2 separate regions of the Zea mays genome follow, and region 1 is linked to region 2. A link is a contact called in public Hi-C data. All regions are on one chromosome and are shown on one strand. The core of a region is the stretch at or near the end of the contact, and the rest is flanking DNA. Distances in the headings are between cores, read along the strand shown.

Region 1 (5,805 bases), core at 313-2,812, 430 kb before region 2:
GTTGATTAGGACCCCACACCCGATACGTTGTTCAGACAGGAAGTATGCCTACCTGCAGGTGACAGTGTTCGAGCATAGATGAATGACTGAACTACTCCATTTTCAAACATTCCAAGCAGCCGAGCCCCGAACCCTGCAGCTGAGAGATACGGTATCGCCTAACCATGACGGTAGTAGATGTATGCATTAGGAAATATTTTAGAATCGAAATGAGATTTAATTTTATGGGTACATTATACTACGTGTACAGTCTAGGGACCCTTAAAATTATCATTCTATGTTAGCATTTTCCATAGAACGAAATGAAATCCATTCATCAGGGAAAAGGTACAGATATGAAACAAAAGGCAATGCATTTGGTAGAACAGATGCTAATACAAAAGCATTACTATTATGTGTCTAGAAGAATTGAAAACGTGCCACTAGAAAAATATGACTAACACAAGGGGTAATGCAAGAAGCCTAGAGTCATTGTGGAATACTATAGGTAACACACAATCTTGTACCACTCCCAAAGGCAAAAAAACTGCTTCTATGGAAAGCATATAAATACCACTCAGATTCTCACCTGCAATTCCCTTTTCCGATCAATCACCAAGTCTGTATTTGGTCCATACAACCGAACAGTAACAGAAGAATCATTGCCATTGTTTCCTTTGACAGAAACCTTGAGCACTGTAGGTAATAACAAATACATATCATGAACGACAAACTGAAAGAAATTATCGCTGCACACATGAATCAACGGATCATTGTTCATCCGAATCATCCCTATGGGTGAATTAGGTGCACATACAGATGCAGTAGGCTCTTATTAATTTGTAAAGCAGAAATGGTGACAATGACAGCAGAAATGGTGCAGGCCAAAGGAAATACTTATTGTACAGCACCCTGAAGTATCTAATCGCCCAAAGTTTGTAAAAAGCATTGGGTTCTGCTGCTTCATCAGCAAATGGGAAGAATAGCAGCAGGAAGCGGAAGCACGCAGTCGTTACAGCGGAAAAAAAAAAGAGGATCTTTAAATCTATCTGTACCCTAGTTCAGCACCACTTGTTCAGCAAACGGGCGAGGGTGAGACGTTTTCACTGCTGCAGAGGAACGAAACTGAGCAGTGGTGCCGGCACGAATTCATCAACGATGTGCAACATTCGAAGCAACTAACTAGTATGCATGCATTATTCATCTACTACAGTCATCATGCTGCTCAGGCGAAAAGGTGAGGAATCTGATGGCGGTACAAGCCATGCCAGTGTCAGGGGAGCAGCAACTCACATAGATTGGTGATGCCCCCAGACACGGTCTCGATGGAGAAGCGCGAGCTGTCAATCGACGACCACCCTTTGACCAACTCCTTGCAGAGACCTCTGAAAAGGCACCAGCAATCCCCAAATCAGAGAGACTTTCCGTGCATCAGCACATTCCTGTCACCCGCAGACGCGGAGGCATTTACCGGCTGGTTCGCGGGCACGGGTACGACGCCCCGCGCGCTCGCGAATGCTCGAACATGACACGAGCTGCTGACAGGCGCACAGCGGCACGAGACCAGCCCGAGGTGCGAGCGGAAGCAAGAGGATCGAAGAGAGATAGGAGAGTAGGGGGGGGTACTTGCATGATGTGAGGCGACATCTCCGGGAGCGGCAGCGAGATGTCGACGGAGGCCGCCGACGTGGGAACGTCCGCGGGCGCCGCGGTGGTCGCTTTCGCCTCGACGCTGCCGCCATAGCCGCTGCCGGCGGCCACGCCCGCGCCATTCCAGACCCGTCCCTCCGATCCCATGCCCACCTCGCGGCCACGCCCTGTCGCCCTCTCACTCCCGCGCGCGATCTGCTGGTCCGTGCGCGCAAGGGATCTCGGTGCGCTATTCCTGGCGGGGAGCCAAGACAGGACCAGACAAGATCGGGCACGAGCCCGCCCGACACGATTCGATCGGAGGCGACGAGAGCACACAGGAAGTGAGAGTCCGAACAACGAGCCCAGCCCACTCGCCTGAGGCCGCGTGGCTGGCCCGAGCCACGTCGGTTTAGCGGCCGCGTGCTCGTGCAGTCGTGCCGACCTAACGCGTGGCGTGCGCATCAGTCCCGCTGTGGCGCGGGCCTGCCCTCAGAGAACAACGGGCCACGGGGAGACATGGACGGCGGAGACCGGAGATTTTTTTTATCAAGCATTCAAGCCCCACATCTCCTCGTGGGGGCAATCAACTTCGGATTATGATTATTACTACTCGTAAAAACATAGACCAACAAATACGAAACGCGGTTTAGGTCATTTATTTTGAAACCAAAAGGATTTAGCTCTATATGTAAGTGGGGTACGCTCCTTGTAGCGCAACAGTTCTGTCGCTGACTCGATGTACTTGGGGAGAAAAAACTAGCTTGATTCTGAAGACCACAAGAGCAATACTACTACGTAACATAACATTTTCAGCAACCATCGAATCAAGAGTGACCGCGACATGTCTGTATCAATTCTATCAGTCTCGGAATTTATTAGTCTGTTCTTAGTTTTCCGAAGCTGCTTAAATTGGAGCTAATAGTCAGCCGCTAAAATTAGTTGAAAATATCCAAACAATATATTTGTTTTTAGTAAATTAGCTAATAATAAGGTAGATATTTGTTAGCTAACTAATTCAACTAGCAATTTTTACTAACTAACTATTAGCTCACCTCTTAATTAATATAGAGTATGTTGTGTATGTTTACGCAGACGGTTCATAAAGATGAATACGCGTGTATAATAGTATGATTTTTTGAGAGAGAAAAAAGTGACCAGTGTCGTATACTCCCTTCATTTCTTTTTAGTTGTCGCTGGATAGTTCAATTTTGCACTATCCAGCGACAACTAAAACGAAACGGAGGGGGATATATTTGGGCTCCGTCCTAGGTAAGGATAAGGAAGTATCTTGTCCCGTTGCGTGGTCTCAACGCGCAAGTAATCACAACTGTAATAGTCGAGGCTCAATTGTTTCACGCCAAACAAAATACCTTCCGTGCGTGGTCCTTGTTTGTGTCCTACTCGTCCAAGCAATGTTTAGCATCGTGTTCATGGAAGTTGATCGGCCACGCGGTCATATCGAACACGTTGCCCGTCACTAAAAGCTTTGTGTGTGTGTGTGTGGTAGTGATATCAATTTATCCACACGAGTCTGTAACTGAGCGCGTGATAAGCAGACGGTCCGAGGAGAATGAGACCGACATGGTGTAAGGCCTCTAGGGCCGTAATCCTAATCATGGTCCACTACTGCTTACTAGAATCTCGGCCCACAAACAATAGGCTCAGCAACAAACCAAGACACGTGGACACACGCTACTCAGCTCTTCGACCTTACTAATACTAAGAACGTCACATAAATTTCATCCCTACAAAAATATTCATTGTCCTTTACAGCACACTCTAAAAGATTTTATCCACTATATCTTTTTAGTCTACAACAATGTCGTCTAAATTTAATCCTCTATATCTCATCTTTTTTAATCTCTACTCTATCTCCTTTATTGGTCACATTTAGTACGACATTAACCAAAATATAATAAAAAAGGACACGACGTGAGCTATTATCAACCAAAAGAAGCACAACGTACATTTACCGAACGCACAGTACACCACTACATCTCGCGGCTGTCAGAGACGTCCGCTATTTTAGAGAACACTGTAGCGGACCTTGTTGGAGAGCTTACTGACAGCAAGAAACACTAAATATACGGTACCGTCTCCTTTAGCGTGTGCTGCTGGAGACAACCTAAGATGACTTAAAATAGTGAACCAAAATTTGAATGTTACACCATTTAAAGTGTTTAGGGCACTAAAAACAAATTGCACTCTAATAGTTAAGCTCTGAATCATGTATTTTACGAAGTAAACTACATTAGTAAGAAAGAAAATGTTTATAATGATGTACAAAACAAGGATAAAACACTAGTTTGGTATGTAGTATATTTGGGTCAGTGCTCTATACTTTTCTGATAAAAAATTGTAAAATAGGACACTATTAAAACTATTTTTTATAAGTTAGGTTTTATATTTCAAGATAAAGCACCATTGAAGATGCTCTAACTAGCAACTACTACGTCAACTGGTGCACAAGGGTCTGTCTACTCGAGCCGCTTGACATTTGAAGTATGCTAAATGAACAATCTAAAATATATTACTGTGAGAGTTACTTCACAAATAGCTCTCAAAGTAGCACTATATTTTCTAGACTAAACGGATACCCTTAAAACAAGGTCATCGTATTTATTAAAACAGAAAAACCACACGTATAATCAGACGTATGCATGAACCACTGGTCACCCTCTTTTGTATCTCCTCTGTCTATCAAATAAAAACTAAAATAATTAGAGTAAAATGTAAAAAGAGAAAGGAAAAAGGAAAAAAATACACCAAAACATAAAAAGGTAGAGGATAATGGAATCGAGAAATAAAAAAATGGAGAAGTAAAGAAATCAATTAATGTAAAAATAGAAATAAGAATAAAAATCGGCATAAAACAAAATTTAAAAAATATAAAAAAGTAGAAATAGAAGAAAGGAAAATAGGGAGTAAAAGAGATATTGATGCTCCGATGCTGCACTAACTCCGAAAATAGGTGCTACTCTGCCAGCCATACAGCTAAGATGCGGCCCAAATGAACAATTAGCGGCCCAATATAATAATTCATCTGTTCTGGAACGAAAGCCACGCGCTACGGAGAGACGGTGTGCGCGTTACTCGGGCCCGACATCGGCGGGGCCAGCACACGCCCCTACCGCTCGGGCCCGACATCGGCGGGGCCAGCACACGCCCCTACCGCGCGCGCACCGCGCAACGGCCTGTTTTGACACATGCGGCGCCTGTCTGTGACTGAGCTGCGGCCTGCGGATCATATGAAACCCGTACGAGTATAGGCTGCAGCGTACGCGTACCCCCGTCGCTGACAAGGCAAGGAGACCGCCGGCCGGCGCAGATTTGTCTCTCTGCCACAGTTCGGACGTGCAACATTTCTGCCGCGCGCCCGCGCTGGGACAACAACTGGAACTGGAACCTTGTTGTCCCGACTCCCGCCTGACCCTTCTCAGCTGCCACAAATAAACTGCACTGAACCGGGACGGACTTGCTCAAGAGCTGGTAATTTCTGTCGGTGTAAATCTTGGTCGCCAAGTCTACCGTTTTACGTAATGGTCTGCAATGATTCTACACGGCGCGATAACTGAAATGCAGCGTAGCAGACTAGGATGACAACGGGTTTGAAACCCACGTGTAGAGGATTTACGAACCCGCACTCGCAGATTTAATATCAAACCCGCACATATACTTAGGGCATGTGCAGTGGGTATCTTAAGTTGTGTCTTAGAGTGTGTCTAGGGGGGTGAATGTAAAAAAACTCAAGACATGTATCTTGACGAAGACACAGTGTCTTGGCTCTATGTTCGATACAGGAGACTAGCTGATTGGTCACTTTAATTTATTGAATGCTCTGATTGGTACATTGAATATTGTAAGACACATGTTTTAGATATGACCACTGTATTATGTTGTGTTTTAGTTGTGTCTTAAACTTGGAGTACCGTGCAGCAGTATCTAGGTTGTACATGCCCTTATTACTCGCGACGGGTATAATCAGAGAGGTCACATCAAGTTGAGAGGCCTTGTTCAAAAGATAAAAAAAATGAGTGTTTAAAATAATATCATTGGTCCTGTCGTTTTTCTCATTTTACCCTTATTCACGGATTTTACTCATTTTCCCTTCCGATTACAAAATTTAGAACGTTACGAGGTAACTTTTTTTGTAGAATAAAATATTAAAGAAAACTCAGCTTCACGAATTGGTCA
Region 2 (5,962 bases), core at 1,804-4,303:
TGTTCAGGTTTGCACCAATCAAGAGTGGCGACTACATAGAAAAGACTAGAGAGACTGAACTCTACTTATAAACTGGCAACCAATTAATCAGACGATCAAGTAGTACTGCACGCGAAGAGTGATCTGTTATGGGCATTCAGCTTTGAATTTGATGTAGCCAAAACATCTCTATTTTGGTGTGGCCAAGTCATGTCTCATGGCTTGCTCGTGTGTACTCTCTATCCATATGATTGGTTACCCACGTCGTTTTGTCCTGGACCAATATGTGTATTGACTTTATCTGAGAATATGTTTGGTTGCCTGCACGTGAAAGGCGCGGACTGTATGAGCAGATGAAAAACAAGCTATTTAGAGGCCAATTGCCTGCATCCGTTCGTACCGCCAAAACTTCCGTATCCGACCAGCCAGGCTCGGATGAGCGTGTGGCTATGGACTCTAGGAACCAATCAGTCGGTATATGTTTTTTCTCTGTTTTATAAGGGTCGAGTGCAAAAACTTGTCTAGTATTTTTTTTAAAAAAACATCCACCTCATCTACATGGGAATGGGAGGCACAAAGGAAGCGAACAATGCACAACACTACACGACACTTCTCTTATGCCATCTCCAGCAGGCCGTGTAAACGGTGGTGTAAAATACTGTTTTGCACTATTTACAGAGTGGAGTTTAAAATAGAGAGTGCAATATAAAGTCTACTGGAGAGTCTTAGACTGTTTACAATATATCGTGTAAAATAGAGGATTTATACCGTATATTATACAGTTTATAGAGTGAAGTTTAAAATAAGAAATAAGATAGAAAATTCGCTGGAAACAGACTTAAAAGCTGAGAAGGGAGCTCAAGAAACAGACAGACTTAACAGCAACGCGCACAAGCTGTGCCATCCCGTACCGGCAGGGAGTGGGGGATATGTCACACACTCACACACGTCAAGGCTTGTTTGGGATCAAAGGTAATGGAGTGGATTGAGGGGCCTAGAATCCTCTACTACTTAATTTTGAATAGTGAGGGATTATAGTCCGCTCAATCCCTTCCATTACCTTTTGTCCCAAACAAGCCCTCATGAGGCTAAGAGTCTGTTTGGTTGGGCTGTGGCTGTGAAAAAAACTGCTGTGGGATGTGAGCTGTGAAAAAAGCTGCTGTGGGATGTGAGCTGTTAAAAAGCTAAAAAACCGTTTGGTGGAAACCACTAAAAGCCGTTAAAAGTTCTTCAATATATGTTTTCACAGTTTCATCCGAAAGCTACTAAAAGTAGGTTTAGGGGTACTTTCAGTTTTACACTGCGAGAAAGTCAGCTTTTAGAAAAAACTGCTTTCTGGATTCAACCCTTTGGTTTGGCTTTTGGCTTTTAGGGAGCAAAAGCCAAAGCCAAAACCAAACCAAACACACCCTAATAATCCTCTCGATTCCACACCGATTTAGCGTCGTCACGACTGCGATGGACATGCTAGTACTGAATTATTGGTACCCGAAAGCACTAAACAATCCACGCCCATGGTAAGATATTTCTGTGGCAGGCAAGGCAACGCAAGCCAAGGTGTTGGCGAAAGTGTCCACAACACTCAAGCACGCATTACTATCGTTGCGTACGAGTATACGTAGGATTATACTTTTTTTACATGGCGACAAACATGTCTATTCGATTGGCTTTAATACGTACTTCTACATTTTTCTGTCTCTATAGACTAACAGTCCAAACGACAACCCTTAATAGTAGACTACACTGTACTCATACAGCAACAGCACTAGCTAGCTAGTAGCACATAACAGGAGCATCACTCTCTTCAAAATCAGCAGCACCTCACACCACGGAGATTTACAGGAAGATGACGTATATACATACACCGTTAACGCGTAGTATAACAGAACCGTGACCAGAAGCTCTGTTAAGCAGGTCGCATGGCCGGGGGGGCCTCTCTGTTCCGATCCTCCTTCAGTCCGCTAGCTGCTGCTGATGGTGGCTGGCTTCCTCCATCCTTGTGCTGTGTCCTCGTCTTGGCCCGGCCGGCTGCTTCAGCGGTCCAGCGAACTGATCACCACCCTGCCGTGGGAGTCCGAGACACGCGGATCAGATTTCAGATGATGTACCATGCCAACTCTGTTCGGAGGCAACAGGACATAGTATTTATAATACGCACCAGTCGTACACAGTGGGGCTCCTCGGCGTGCCGGGGGCGTCGGCGCCGTCGGCCATCCTGCCTTTCCGGCGCAGCTTCTTCCAGCCCTCTCCCCTGGGCGTCGTCGCTGCAGCATCACGGTGGCAACGTACGTACAGAAAAAGAGACCACAACATCAGCCGGGGGTGTGCGTGTGTATGCTTCAGATCTCCAACATTCGACTATACAAAAGTAGCTTCAAATTCGCTACAGAATTCCGCTAAAACGAAGCGTGCAGCTGCGAAATTATTAACCAGATACCGTATATTTCTTTTCTTTTTTTCTTTTTGCTTTTTACAACGCTGACTGACCCAAAGATCCCTTCCGCGAGCTCCAACGAAACAGTCAAACACCGCGCAGCGACGACGAGAACTGGGGGAAAAAAAAGAAGAGAAGGTGACGGCGAGAGCTGGTGGTCACCTGCGCCGAAGGGCGAGTCCGGAGCGCCGCTTGCGGGCGACGGCGACGACGGCGCGGAGCTGGACTCGCTGCGCGGCGACGTGGCGACGGACAGCGCCGCCGGCCGCAGCATGGTGATGCTCCGCGTCACGGCGGGCGGCGCCGCGCCCTCCGCGGTCGGCGACGGCGCGGCCGACGAGGGGGAGAAGGACGCGTGCTTGCGGAGCTTGCCGAGGCCGGAGTCCGGGCGCGGCCCGGCCACCGTGTCGTCCCACAGCTGGTCCAGAAGCCCCATGCGCGCTCTGCTAGCCTACGTGCGTGGAGCGCCCGGCGTGCTGCGCGTTTTGCTTAGAGACCGATGGTCGTGCTCTGTTTTTGTTTGGTTCTTAGATGTTTATCGTTGTCCTTGGGCGAGGACGAGAAGGCTTAGATCTGAACTTCAGGCGTGAGGTGTGTAGTGCGGTCTCTCCTCTTATGTTCTATGCTCCTTTCTTCTTGGATTTGCAGGACCAAGGGAGCAGTGCGGTTTTATAGAGGATTTTTTGAGGGCGAAAAGAGGATTTAGGCGATATTTGGGGGGCATGTGTAATTTGGGACTATCAGTTTTCTTTTCCATCGTGTCTTCCCTTTTTCCAACAGAATCTCAATTTTCGGTATTAGAACTGTGTTACAAGACAAACGTGTTAAAAATATTGGTAAATTTTAAAGTAAAGCTGATATACAGCGAACTAAATGTATGTTTGGTTTGACTTTTGGCTTGACTTTTATCTCCTAAACTAAAACCAAAGGGATTGGATCCAAGAATCAGCTTTTTCTAAAAGTTGACTTTCTCGCATTGCAAAATTGAAAGCACTCTCGACATATTTTTAGTAGCTTTTTGATGAAACTGTGAAAACATATATCGAATAACTTTTAATAGCTTTTAGTGGTTTCCACTAAACGATTTTTAGCTTTTTAACAGCTCACGGACCACAACAGCTTTTTCCACAGCTCACATTCTACAACAGCTTTTTACACAACCACAGACCAACCAAACAGACCCTAAAGTTGGTGGCACAGAGCAGTCCCGGATAGGGCTGGAAAATAAGCTCGAGGCTCGCGAGCCGGCTCGAGCTCGGAGCGGCTCGCGAGCTTTGCCAAATTACTTAATATGTAGAATAATGATGGATATTGAGTAATTTTATAGATAGTCAGTTTGTTTCTTAACGTTTCATGATAAATATATGACAATCAATAATTTAGATTACTCATAATGATAAATGATATCTATATATTTATATTTATATACTAATAATTCACTAGATAATGCAATTATATATATCAGGGTGTGGCTCGCGAGCCGAGCCGAGCCTGTCTCCCCAGCTCGTGAAATGGGCGAGCCGAGCCGAGCTCGGCTCAGCTCGTTTCCAGCCAGTCCCGAATACTCCTGCCGTCAGTCTCGGCTCCCAGCTCAGTGAACGAGAAGGTATAGCACTCCTCAGTACCATTTACCCTTTTTCTTATTCTTTAGCATGTAAATGCGAGCACATTCCATAAAACTGGATCCAGTGCACCGGGTCTGCATTTACTGTCATCTCACTATCGATTGGTCTATATCTACTAACATCAATCTTTATCTACCATAACTTATCAGTGCACAGCCTTTACCGTCAGTCTATAGCCACATCAGGTGCCACATTAGCTTTTCTTCCACAGACTCACAATTTTTAGTTCAAATAAAATACAAAAAACATTAAAAACATAGTTCATTAAAAAAATAAAACTATATAAATTGAACAAAGTTCATACAATCCAATAGATTAAAAATAAATAAAAATACAAAAGCTCATATAAAAACAACTCGTCGTCCTTCTCGTCCTTGTCCACCTCATCTTCTTCATTGGTTCCTTGTTCATCTAATTTTAATTGTTTGGCCAACTGTTTAACGACCAACATGTGGATCCTTCTCATGTCTTCATTCACGTTGTCGGTGTCTTATCCATTAATTTGGTGAATTAATTGTATAAGTTCGCATAATTTAACTTCTCGTTGGCCTTATAGAGCCCCTTCGCCATGGCCTTCTTCCGTCCAGGGGCCTCGCTGCTACTCGTTGTTGTACCTTTGCCCTTGCTTTGCGCTCTAGCCCTATTGCGACCAATAGGGTGTGGTGCATCGACACTATCAAATAATCTAGAGCTATAATCCCCCTCTAGGTTGAGGCGTGGCCGTTTGCTCACATATCCCGAGTTGGAGCCACCGTGCCACGAGCACCACTTTGGTTGACTGTGAAGTGTAAGCCATATATGCTCAAGCTTGAATTATTTCTCACCTTCCCTACTACAAAAGCTATCTTTTGCTGCTAGGCCTGGCCGTGACCAATCGGTTCCCTTCGTACTAACTTCACTAAGCACTTAACATATGGGTGCCTTCGTACTAACTTCGCTAAGCACCCCAGGCAGGGGGGGGTTCTCGAGAACTTACCTATCTAACGTGTTAGGTGCATGGAGCCTTAGGAGCTTTGGCCGCTAAAACACAAGGTCCCCATCATGGGACCAAAGGGTATTTCTATGGGGTGTCTCGAGATATAACGAGCCTTTAGAGGCCCCATTTGCTAGATGCCTCGGGGTGCGAGAGACCTTACAACTAGGGACCCTAAAGAGCGAGGCCCTTAAACTCCAAATTGTTAGTTGCTCCGAGGTGCGGGGACCCTTAGTGGGTCCTATCTGTCACTCTGTCAGGTATCTTAGGGCATGCCAGGGGAGTCTAATATGACTCAAGAGTCCCGAATCATTCAAGACCTTGAGGATGAGCCTGCCATTTTTTTCTAGAGTAGGTCTTCTTTTGACAGGATCCATCATGCTATGGATGGGAGTATAACTTTCCTAGACATTGGCAGAGTCGTTTTTTTATTTTGCTATATCTAATAATTTGGATTAAGCCTATAGAAGAATATACTGCCACACTAAGTTGTTTCATTAAATGATTTTGTCGGGGACCATAATTAGGGGTACCCTCAAGACTCCTAATTCTCAGCTAGTAACCCCCATCAGCATAAAGTTGCAAAGGCCTGATGGGTGCGATTAAGTCAGGGATCAGTCCATTCGAGCGACTTGATCACGCCTCGCCCGAGCCTAGCCTCGGACAAGGGCAGCCGACCCCGGAGGATTTCCGTCTCGCCCGAGGCCCCCCTCCAACGGCGGACATATTTCCGGCTCGCCCGAGGCCCTGCCTTCGCTAAGAAGCAACCCTGACTAAATCGCCGCACCGACCGACCAAGTCGCAGGAGCATTTAATGCAAAGGTGACCTGACACCTTTATCCTGACGCGCGCCCCCCCGGCAGAGCCAAAGAGACCGCTGTCACTTCCACTGACCGGACTGACAGAAGGACAGCGCCGACTGCGCCACTCCGACTGCAGTACCACTTGACA

Evidence for each region. A called contact is a pair of places that touch in the nucleus more often than the background predicts.
Region 1: a Hi-C map of ear shows a contact between it and region 2, with 1.7 times the contacts expected there. The contact joins the promoter of LOC100193605 here to the promoter of LOC107126293 in region 2. A contact is called at or near these places in 3 of 25 Hi-C or Micro-C datasets (bundle sheath, ear and leaf).

What each region holds. Positions count from the first base shown.
Region 1 is chr7:126,539,454-126,545,258 of Zm-B73-REFERENCE-NAM-5.0, reverse strand. LOC100193605 reads right to left here and starts at 1,562. Exons shown (of 11, transcript NM_001138708.1): 1 at 1,451-1,562; 2 at 1,273-1,364; 3 at 569-675; 4 at 53-158. The coding sequence starts at 1,506.
Region 2 is chr7:126,115,216-126,121,177 of Zm-B73-REFERENCE-NAM-5.0, reverse strand. It overlaps LOC107126293 (Dormancy-associated protein homolog 3), which reads right to left and starts at 3,053. Exons shown (of 3, transcript NM_001319095.1): 1 at 2,576-3,053; 2 at 2,138-2,243; 3 at 1,620-2,040. The coding sequence starts at 2,849. The coding sequence ends at 2,013.